Regions from separate parts of the Gossypium arboreum genome. Here regions 1 and 2 are each linked to region 3. Evidence: chromatin contacts called from public Hi-C data. All regions are on one chromosome and are shown on one strand. Each heading gives the region's core, a stretch centred on a gene start, on an enhancer-like site or on the middle of the called end of the contact. The rest is flanking DNA. Distances are from core to core; before and after follow the strand shown. Region 1 holds the start of LOC108469059. Region 2 holds the start of LOC108467758 (protein HOTHEAD-like). Region 3 holds the start of LOC108467620 (phospholipase D gamma 1-like).

What was found. Hi-C and Micro-C count contacts between places; a contact is called where the count stands out from the background.
Region 1: a contact with region 3 is called in a Hi-C map of leaf, with 2.9 times the contacts expected there. The contact joins the promoter of LOC108469059 here to the promoter of LOC108467620 in region 3. A contact is called at or near these places in 2 of 5 Hi-C or Micro-C datasets (both in leaf).
Region 2: a contact with region 3 is called in a Hi-C map of leaf, with 2.1 times the contacts expected there. The contact joins the promoter of LOC108467758 here to the promoter of LOC108467620 in region 3. A contact is called at or near these places in 2 of 5 Hi-C or Micro-C datasets (both in leaf).

Annotation. Positions count from the first base shown.
Region 1 is chr8:10,660,054-10,664,017 of ASM2569848v2, forward strand. It overlaps LOC108469059, which reads right to left and starts at 1,590. Exons shown (of 1, transcript XM_053018239.1): 1 at 1-1,590. The coding sequence starts at 1,305. The coding sequence ends at 415. LOC108469394 (expansin-A7-like) reads right to left here. Exons shown (of 3, transcript XM_017770283.2): 3 at 3,905-3,964. The coding sequence ends at 3,905.
Region 2 is chr8:10,340,842-10,344,640 of ASM2569848v2, forward strand. It overlaps LOC108467758 (protein HOTHEAD-like), which reads left to right and starts at 1,527. Exons shown (of 6, transcript XM_017768512.2): 1 at 1,527-1,677; 2 at 1,795-1,896; 3 at 3,703-3,799. The coding sequence starts at 1,812. It overlaps LOC108470020 (DNA-directed RNA polymerase IV subunit 1-like), which reads left to right. Exons shown (of 19, transcript XM_017771199.2): 17 at 1-114; 18 at 281-392; 19 at 495-1,054. The coding sequence ends at 665.
Region 3 is chr8:10,511,221-10,515,022 of ASM2569848v2, forward strand. LOC108467620 (phospholipase D gamma 1-like) reads right to left here and starts at 2,213. Exons shown (of 10, transcript XM_017768330.2): 1 at 707-2,213; 2 at 473-586; 3 at 173-367. The coding sequence starts at 1,669.

The DNA of each region.
Region 1 (3,964 bases), core at 340-2,839, 150 kb after region 3:
ACTTTGGGTTTCTTTTGACCTTTTATTGTCAGTGAAAGTTACAAGCATTTTCAGAAAATACTTAAAGCTCATGGTCATGGCTTTTTGACTAATGTATTGTATTGTACACCAAAAAGAAAAGAAAAACCCTTCCCCTTTATGCTATTTGAAATCCGAAATTTCAAATAAACAAGATATAGAATGCTGAATCCCTTAGTAAGAGATGTAAGAAAAAGAACATATCCTGGACAGGGTTGTCATTTTCCTAGACACTGACTGAATAATGAAGTGAACCAACATATCCTTTGAAAAACAGAGTTGTTCTGTTTCTGGATATTGAACATAAGAATATTTGGTTGGATTTTGTTTTTCTATTTCAGGTACAAATAGAGCTAACCTTTCCAAAAGAATGATCGTACATACTCAAAGATCATGTTAGATTGTAGGTGTTGTTCGAGCCCTTATATGTCCAACCATGGAAACTTGAAGAGCTTCCTCTTCATACGCTCTTCTCACCAATTCCTCCATTCTTGCTTTCTTCTTCACTTTAACAAACATTGCCACTAAAAGCAACCCTAAGAGGAAAGCACCCAAAGCAGCTCCCACCGAGCTTCCCACCACCAGTTTCCATCTGCTGATCTTCTTCCTCACTGGCAACGATGGTGGTGGTGATTCCATTACCAAACCGAAATGGCCATGCTTGGTTGCAACACAAACATTGGGTGATACTTGCTTCTTCAATGTTACTTTGCCATTTCCTTCAAAACTAGCGCATAATGGCCAGTTTCCTGTCTTGTTGGATGCCTTTGTAATGTTGCTGAAATTTATTTTAATTGGTTTTTCCCTGGCTAGAATCCCAAGCTCAAAAGGGCTACCATAACTCAGATCACTGTCAGCATTATAAGCGAGGAGGCCTAGTATAGGTGACACCAGCTGGTAACCTGATAGATCATAGTTAGCATAATAGATGGATGACCAATTATAACCCAAGTTTTGTCTTACTACCATCACTCTCTCTGCACAAGGCTGCACAATCACACCACTTCCCAGATGAAATTCCTTAACCTGAGCACCATATCTGTGAAGACTTCCACATCTGAACCTTACTGTATCCACTTTGATGCCAGAGAAATTTGCAGGTAAAGTTACAGTGTGAACAATACCTGTTCTCAAGTCCCTGTCAAGAGACTTCACAGTGTAGTCCCTAATGAGAAGATCAAGAAGGCGAGCAGATTTAATCCCTTCAGCTTCAGCTTCAGCTTTCATTGAGAGCAATGATGCCCATGAAAATATTATGAATATGAAAGAGAAAAGATCGACGCCCATGAGAGGGATCTTAGGATCTCTTCTAGATGTGACAAGTTCTGATGTTGCAAAGAGGAAATGTTTGTAGTGTTTTGGGAAGTTTATAGATGATAAAGGCTTTGAATTGAAGGGAAAAGAAAGTTGTTGTTTGTTTGCTTTTTTGCAATATAGGGGTGTCCAAGGTAGAATCTAAGTGACATAGCTGTAACATTGCAGCATTGACTCTTGTAGATGATGTGGGGGCATGGGATTTTCCCTTGTTGTTTGCTATCAACCCATATACGATCCACAGAGAAAATTACTGAATATTATATGATTTTAGTAGGGTTTTTGAGTTTATAACAAGCAACAGCCACCGCTACGTAATTTGCTTTTAGACTGGCGACATAGTGATTTTGGAATATACATTAATAAATTTGCCTTTTTGGGTTTGTGGCATGGGAAGAAAACTTTTGACGAGATTGGGAGAAATGATTTGGGGGGTGGGTTGATGATGATGACCCCTCATATCAAAAAAGCAATTTGTAAAAGGAAAAGGTGGCGTGCTGTGTGATTGAAATGAGGGTATATTTCCTTCTTTAGGGGGCTTACTACTCATGTTGTGTTTTTAACATGTTTCCCACTCTTAATAAATTTGTGGGTCTCATGCTAGCTATCCATATGACATCCCATTCCATTTCTTTTTACCTCTCTCATTAGGTGCACAAGCACACATGGTGTCATGCTTGGTTAATCTAGGTTTATAGCTCAGGCCGAAGACATGAATTACAATAGCAAGGTTTTTTACTAAAATAAATTAAAAAAAAAATTATTTACCAAAATAAGTTGTCAGCCCGATTATTTATTAAAATAGGGTGTTTTTTTCATTCGCACCTATCGGACAGGCGCGAATGATTATTTTATATTAAAAAAATATTTTTTTTGTTTTTTAAATAAAATATTATTTTTTATTTTCGGAACAGTAATCGAGCCTATTTAAGAATGATGGGGCCCACATTTTCATGTGTTATTAAAATACATATTTTATCCGGATGAAGTATGTAATAGCAGATTCACTAATATGATTATATATATATATATATATATATATATTTTTACGCATGTATCACATTATAAAATAAAAATTTAAATACTTCTACGTAATAAAACATGTATTTCATTATAATAATAGTTATTTTCCAAATAACATATTGTTTTATAATTTTATTTCTTATTTAATATTTTAATTTAATTTTAATAATGCATACTTTACGGATGAAGTATGTATTAGCAGATTCACTAATATGATATTATATATATATATATATATATATATATATATATATTACATATGTATCACATTACAAAATAAAATTTAAATACTTATACCTAATAAAACCAGTATTAAAAGCAACTTTATAATATTACCAACTTTCATCGACTATATAATCCACAAGTTTGCCTTAAATGTTAATGTCCACATATTTCATGTGTTATTAAAATGCATACTTTATCCAGATGAAGCATGTATTAGCAAATTGGTAATATTTAAGGCAAACTTGTGGATTATATAGTCGATGAAAGTTGGTAATATTATAAAGTTATTTTAATACTCGGTTTTATTAGGTATAAGTATTTAAAATTTTGTCTTTGTAATGTGATACATGCGTGTGTATATATATATATATATATATATATATAATCATATTAGTGAATCTGCTAATACATACTTCATCCGGTAAAGTAGGCATTATTAAAATTAAATTAAAATATTAAATAAGAAATAAAACTATAAAACAATATGTTATTTGAAAATGACTATTATTGTAATGAGATACATGCGTATATATATATTATATATATATACATAATCATATTAGTGAATCTGCTAATATATACTTCATCCGTAAAGTATGCATTATTAAAATTAAATTAAAATATTAAATAAGAAATGAAATTATAAAATAATATGTTATTTGGAAAATAAATATTATTGTAATGAGATACACGTTTTATTAGGTATAAGTATTTAAATTTTTGTTTTTGTAATGTGATATATGTGTAAATATATATATATATATATATATATATATATATATATATATATCATATTAGTGAATCTGCTAATACATACTTTATCCGGATAAAATATGCATTTTAATAACACATGAAAAATGTGGGCCCCACCATTTGCGCCTCAGAGAAAGGCTCGATTAATCGTGCCTCTCAGGTAGGCGCAATTACTGTTTTGAAAATAAAAAAATAATATTTTATTTTAAAAAACAAAACAAAAAAAAATTAATATAAAATAATCATTCGTGCCTGTCAGATAGGCGCGAATGAAAAAAACACCCCATTTTAGTAAATAATCGGGCTAACAACCTATTTTAGTAAATAATTTTTTTTTAAATTTACTTTAGTAAAAAAACCCACAATAGCAAATCTTTTGATTTCTTTATTTCAATCTTAGCAGATATTGACCAAAATACAATTTATCTGCAGAAATAGTTTCTAAATGTAAAAGAAAAAACTGAACCATGGAGCTACTCAGTTGCCTATGCTGTAGAAAGTACAAATGAAAATAGAGGCTAGAAAAAAAGGGCAAGCTATAAAACAAAAAGAGGTATTGTGAATTTGTGGATTAATGGAAGTTCACTTCTGAGGTGTAAGTGGATCCTACATTCCAATTAGCAGGTGCAAC
Region 2 (3,799 bases), core at 277-2,776, 170 kb before region 3:
TGTCTTTGATGAGTGGAAGAAGATTGAAACGAAAACAAGGTCACTCTTGAGAGGACGTCTAACCTTGAATGACGTTCAGAGGCTTGAGCGTAATTTAAAGAATATTTTGCGCAAGTAAGCTTTCCTCCAATTGTTGGTTATGTTCTATGTTTATAGTGCTCAAGTTTTTCCTCCATTGTTGGTATTGTACATGGGCTTTGGTGCCCTTATATTCTAATAGCTTTTGATATCTGTCCCAAATTCCTAATATTCTCTGAACTCACGGTTGTGCCGACTGCAGATATCCTATTGATCACCGGGTAAGTGAAGCTGACTGGGATACCTTGATGATGGCCTTGTACTTTCACCCTCATAGGGTTGAGAAGATCGGATCTGGAGCTAAGGAAATAAAGGTACGTGATACTGGAAAAATAGGAAAAAGAAAGCAAAAAATGAGACAATGAAAAAAAGGAAACAAAAGTTGTTCTAATGCTTCATTTCCATATCTTTTGCAGGTAGGGCATCATCCCGATCATGCAGACAGTCGTTGTTTCTTTTTGGTTAGAACAGATGAGACAACTGTAGATTTCTCATATCGGAAATGTGTTGTCGGTGCACTCGAGATCATTGCACCTCGTAGGGCACAATCCTACAAGTCAAAATGGTTACAACATGGTAGTTTGTAAACCAAACTCCACAAGCGCTCACTTGTGCATGTAAATATAGCAAGATCCATACCTTCCTAAAACTGTACATTTCTACAGAGACTACTGAGCACAAGAGGAGTAGTTTGAACAGTATTTCATATCCTTTTGTTGACTTTTTTTTTCTTTTCTTTTCTTTTTTTTTTTTTAATTTTTAAAAGTGTATTTCCCAGCCTAATAGAATAGGGTCGCCGCTTTCCTCAGCTTCTTTTTGCTCCTTCTACTGGAACTTGTTTGCCTTTCTTTTTAACATGAGACAGAAAAGATCCAGTGGAAGCAGCAACGAAAAGCTTGTAAAGTTCGACCCCATTTCGTTTTGTATTTTCCATAACTACATGTGATAGTGTTATTAAGTAACCTGTTTCAGCTAATCTCATTATTTTCTTTAGTTTAGACGCTTGAATCTTACATTATTTTCTTAAAGATTTACATAATCATAGTCCCATTATGTTTATGGGACAGGATGCTTATCTAATATTTGCCTGTGTACATGCAAAAGCCTAGTTATCTGTTACTTAATATACTGAAGTGTGTTATTAACATAAATGAAATTTGACCCATTATGTGGCATCACATTAATTAAATATACAACTTAAGATATTATTTTACCATATTACACCTCATCTCTCCCAGCAGCTTTTAATTTAAAAACGTAAAAAATAATTATTTAAAAAGAGCAGAAGAAGAAAGCAAGTAATAGCGCTAATACAAGTAAAAAAGGAAAAAGTGTGGAATTAGTTTTCTAAACTTAACTACTTTTTGTGGGGCTAAAACCTCTGGAACATGGAGATATGAAGGTGTAAGCTAATATTAGGTGCATTAAACCAGGCTCAACTGCCCCCTCTGCCCCCACTTGTCGGTTTGTTTGCAATGTCAATCAGCACTATATATTAGCAAAAAATGCAGGTAGGCGAGGCCACAGTATTTATTTACATTTGGAGGAGTATCCCTACCTACACTTGAGTTTCATTTCCTAGCCTTCTCTTTTTCTCAGGTATATATATAAACAGATGACAAAACCAGGTTTGGGTTTTGTTGGTATACATTGAGCGCTACCCTCATCAGTTCATATATACATATATGATATAAAGTGTTGCCTTGCCTATTGCAGTTTGTGGTATAGGGACAATGAATCTTGGGTGGTGGTGGAGGCTTTTTGCAGGTGCCTTAGCTGGATTTCTCTTCTTTCATGGCTTTGCTGCCACCGAAACAGGTGTTGCTTCAAATTTTCATATATTTCTTTTGCCTTATATAGATAATAGACATATATATTGTAATAACCATATTAGAAGGTTTTTTTTTTTTTTTTTTAGTTTGGTCGATCCATAAACACAGATTAAGAGGAATCAAAATACTCTTTGAAGAAAAAATTAAAATCTGTTGTTAATGAATGCTCTAAAGAATAAAGATACAGTTCTGATTTAGATTTTCATTTCATGGATGTCTATCGCAATTCATTAAACATTCATTATATCCATAATTATAATCAACATGATATAGGATGAATTCTTTACTTTTAAGACTAATATAATACTATGTAATGCATTTTTAATGCATAAACATACGCCAACTTAAGTATCGACCAGTACAGTTAATACAAAGGAAGCAGTTAAATTTTTATTATTATTATTTTTTATTTAGAAAATTCGTCAGATAACTTTGTTTTTAAATATATCATATATATATATATATATATATATATATATCTGTATGCAGTACTTATTTTCATCAATTTTCTATGTATTAATCACAATTTTGTATTTTCATATATCAGTTTGATTAACATAGACATTTATAATTTCATTCGTTGTTGTACTATGCGTAAGTTGTGAATATAGTTCACGATATTAATTTGAATATTTTATTCTTATACTTTTTAAATTTTAAAATTTTAATTGTAACCTCAAACGATAACAGTTAAATTCTATTATTTTTAAAATCTTATGTGTTAAACATATTTTTATATGTGCAATATCAACCAGAGATTGAATCTTAATATACCTTAAAACAATACATTTTATTGTTTTTGTATAATGTTCACAAAAATCAGTCATTTTAATTTATGGATTCAACAACTATAACTTGAGTTAAGGTTAAAATTTCAAAATAAGAAAAATATAGAAAATAAAACCCTAAGATACTTATCTATTTGATCTAATTAATTAATTGTTACTGTTTGATCAAAATTTTAAAAATATGAAAAAGTAAGAAAATTAAATTTGACTAAATTAAAGTACAAAGACTAGTAACAAAATTGGACTTTTAGATTGTAAACTTCAACAATTAGTCCTTTTTTCCCAAAGTACTTATTGGGTATAATGATTTTTTTGGCCCTTCAATTTTACAAAAAAAGTCATTTTAGCCTTCCATTTAATTATTCGTCTCTTTTAGTCATTAAACTTATTTTTTGTCAAATCACTCCAAATTGAATACAAAATGTTAACTTTATTGACATGGTATGTCACATTAGCAATTAATTATTTTTAAAATTATAAATTATAAAAATAATTTTTAAAATTTTAAAATTTTAAAATATTTTATATTTTTTCAAAAACTTTAAAAAATAATTAATTGTTTAAATTGTATATATGTAGGTATGCTACGTTAACAAAGTTAACAAATATTAATTTTTCCATTTATTATGAAGTGATTTGATAAAAATAAAAATTTTAAATTTTTTTTAAAAAGAAAAATAATTTTATTTATTTATAAAATGTGAGTGCCAAAAAGCGATTATGCCCAGAGGTATTTGTCATGGACCCCTTTCATTTATTGTAATCTAAAATAAAACTTTTTGGGAAATTAATGCCGCCCATATGGTTGCGCGACTAAAGTATCTGCTTTGTAGCAATCCATAGAACATATATTTTAAATAAATTCAAGAAATTAGATGATAAAATATTTTTGTTTTTAATGTTTATATTTTTATTTGAATTACAAGTAAAATATATTATTTTACTACCATACCATCATTTTCATGCACAATAAACTGTAATGATTGTCGTCTCTATCCGTATAGCTCCGAACTACTCGTTCATGTACGATGCAACATCAGCTTCAACATTATCATATTACGACTACATCATTGTCGGTGGTGGCACCGCCGGATGTCCATT
Region 3 (3,802 bases), core at 963-3,462:
ATGTAACATATGATTCCTCAACACCAGGGAGTATTTTCCGAGTATATTCCACTTCATACCAAATACAACATGCCTATGCTGCATTATTACTATATATACATTGTATAAATCTAGTTATAGACTAGTATCAAAACAGTCAATCAAACAATGGGGAGAAGTGACTTTAAGTTACCGTGAAGCAAGCGTTGTGAAAATCATCTTTGTGCACTGTTTCTAGTGTTCTGAAAAGTTGATGGTTTGGAGTATCGTACCGACCCTTGCACAAATCAAGACCACCAACAAATGCCGTAATCTTTCTTTTATTGTTACCGGCATCAGAATCAACAATCACAGTTTTCTGATGATGGGTATAGATTGTTCCAGTTTCCTGGTAAGCAAAGGTCAAATGAGAACAAAGTCCGGATGCTTAACTGACAGTAGAACCGATTGCAATTGGATCATACACATATTTCTAGTAACTAATTATACCAACCTGCTTTTTTGCCCAGCTTCCTTTTCCAGCAGTTCGAGGGCAGAGTAACACTTGCACTGAAGAGTGCTTGAAAAAACGGCGGGTCTCTTCATCATTTGTATTCATGATTCCTTCCTGCAAATTCTAAAGACCAGTCAGTATATTCAAGCCTAAAAATTATAAATTCCTACTTGAAGATTGATTCTTAAGACATAGAAAACAACATAACATAAAAGGGTTTGTTTAGTTGTTCACCGTTTTATATCCTAAAATGCTCCTGGAAGTAGGATCATCCCATACAAGGAGCAACACCCGCACACCTTCCTGGGATTTAATTTTGAGAAGATCTCCCAATGTGGTTTTTGATGCCTTATCAGTTTCACGAACAAGTCTAACATTATGATACACAGACCACCCTGCAATGTATATCAAACGACGAGCCTGACCTATAGCATTACAAATGTCCTGCCAGCAGGTCCCATGCTCGTATTGAACATTGCCATCAATCTTCAAATTGGGAAGGAAACCATCGTGGATATGAGCATCTTGATATAGAGTAAGTTTGCAACCTTGTCTAAGAGGGAAGTATGTACCAGGGACCCCATGATACTCAGGACCTGAACCTAATCCCTTATGGTAAATCGCCACTTGCTGGATTGGAATGTACTGAATTGATAAAGTCAAAACAGCACCAGCCTTACAAGGCTTCCCATTGGCACTAAGGATAGGGAATGTTCCTTCAACTTTTGTGCCTGAGAATAGCTGTTCAATCGGAATACCAACAGCTCCCATGATCTGTGAGCCTACCACATCACTGTCTTTAACAGCAAAGAGGATTTCAGAGGCATAATGTGAAACAGGAACGTTAAAATGTTGCATCCAAACAGGGTTCTCGGAATTACTAATAACAAAAGTCCTCCCAATTACAGCACCAGCTACGGAAATTGTAACATAAGGATCACTGGTTATCTTAGGCATATGGCTTTCCACTTTGTTGCCAACCTTCAAGCTAAACTTTCCAAACACATCACCTAACTTCTTGTGGAACATATCCATGTTAGGAAGGTTTTTAGCTTCCTTGACCCAAATATCTAAGTTGCCATGTAAGAGCAAAACTTTCAAGGACTCTTTACCGGTCTTAAATGGCAGAATTTGTTGGCCCTGACCATGGCTCGACCCTCCGAAGGACAGAGTTTCGTGGAAAACTGTATTAGCCATTAACTGAATGAATATTAATGAAATCTGACCAATATCCAAAACTGGTACTCCAATAAATCTATGGCAGCTGTTTAGAAATGATCAAAAAAAGTGATCTTTATTGGATTGAACAAACTGGATGTAAATGAAAAACAAACTCTGGGTTTTCAAGGAGATTTGAGGGTATATAATATGAAAGAGAAAGACAAGAATTTGAAATGGTAAAAGAAAGTGGGAGGCATAGATATGCTTTGAATAGGCAGGATATGGTTGATAAGTACGACAATATAATAAACAATAAAGAAATTGAACGGCATTATTGATTTGAGTTGAACGAAAATGAAGAAAATCTAGAACTACCCAAAAAAAAATTAGTCTAAAGGGATCCCATTAGTATTTTCCTGGAAAAGAATATTTAAGAAGGCCAGGGGAAAAACATATTTTACAAAGACTAGAGAGATGAGAGATGGAGATTCCATTACATGTAAAGTTGCTATCAGGGCAAGAGCCAATGAAATAAGAGAGACAAATGTTAAGGTAAACGATTTTTTTGCTTAGAAAGTTCCATTTCGTGTCTGGCTGACTTCCATTAATTACTTGTAGTAGTTTCTTATTCACATTGTGGGGTCGGGTGGGTTTAAATACTCAACACGATGCCGGTCTTTCGTCAACCTTGAACATCGGCAGCCACGACAAGCGACAACGACATTTGTTTCTTTATTACAAAATATTGAAGTGGAAAAGATAGAAAGGATACCCCATCCAGTATCAGCCTAACGCCCTAACCCATTAATGGTAATGGTAGGGGTTTGGTTTTGTATAAAAAAAAAAGGAAACAATAATCGAAGCCGCCGCCACCCAATAATTCGTGATTGCAAGGCGGAGTCGATGTCATGACTAATCATCATGAAGCATATAAAAAAGAAAGAACATGTCAAAACTGTTCAACTAGAAAAAAGAATCATCTTTTAAACTTAAAACACATTAAAAATAAGTTCTTTTTTATTCTTCTTCTTATAAATAAATCTAAGTTGCATATGGCAAAGTAAGATTCAATCGTGGATTTGTAGCAGGGGCGAAACTGGGGGTGGGGACTTTGGCCCCCTAAAATTATAAAAATTTAATTTAATTTTTTAAAAATTATAAATATATAGACTATAAAAAATTAAAATTTCTTTCGGCCCCTAAAAATTTTTTTCTGGCTTCGTCCCTGATTTGTAGATGTTATCATCCAAAGTTAATTATTACGTAACGATCGGGTTCAAGGCTCACAGTGATATGCAATTACAATTTTCTTTCAATCTCAAAAAAGGATGTATGAGATCATCCACTCTTGCATTTTGCCTTTTTTTTTAGGTGGGTCTTTGGGCTATGAAAAGACCAAACGGACCCCATGATCATCTACTAGTCAAGCAGCCAGCCCACTACGACTTTACACAAAAAGGAAGTGGCCCAGATGGACTACTATATGAAGAACTGTTTACTGAACAAATTATATTGGTGGACTCATTGGCAGCCTGTATGTCGAACTTGGACTTTCTGCACCACTTCTTCCATAAAATGTTTACCCTTTTTCTCACATAAAGAGCACAGCAGTCCGATTTCAGTCACTCGGGTCGCTTGGTCCGAGTTAATACAGGAATGCAATATCCTTTCATCTTCAATTATCTTTAATGTTTCTTCTCTCTCATGCATTTCCCATGCAAATCCCCACAAATCCAACTCTTTCTCACCTTTATCATTCCACCTTTATTTTCCCTGCCGACAATTGCTAACATGAACACTTCTACTTTCCTTCTGGCAATGAACGGGTGAACATCGATCAGCCTAGCAAGAGAATGAACCCTTTGTCTCTCGTGACTAACATTTTAATTTCCCATGGTAAGATTTTATTTTTCTTGAATTGAATATTTTAATTTCATGTGATATATAAAATTTGTTAATTATTATAGTGGTTAAATTAAAAGGTTTTGTATATGTCTATTAAGTTATATATATAATTATCAATATTCATATAATTAATTAAATGTTTAAAATAGAAAAATAGATAAATTAACTTTCACTACATTAGAATTTTAAAGTTTACTTAAAGATAAATTATTTATTCATTAAATAACAAAATTATATTGACAAATTAATTTTTTTGTTGTTGGA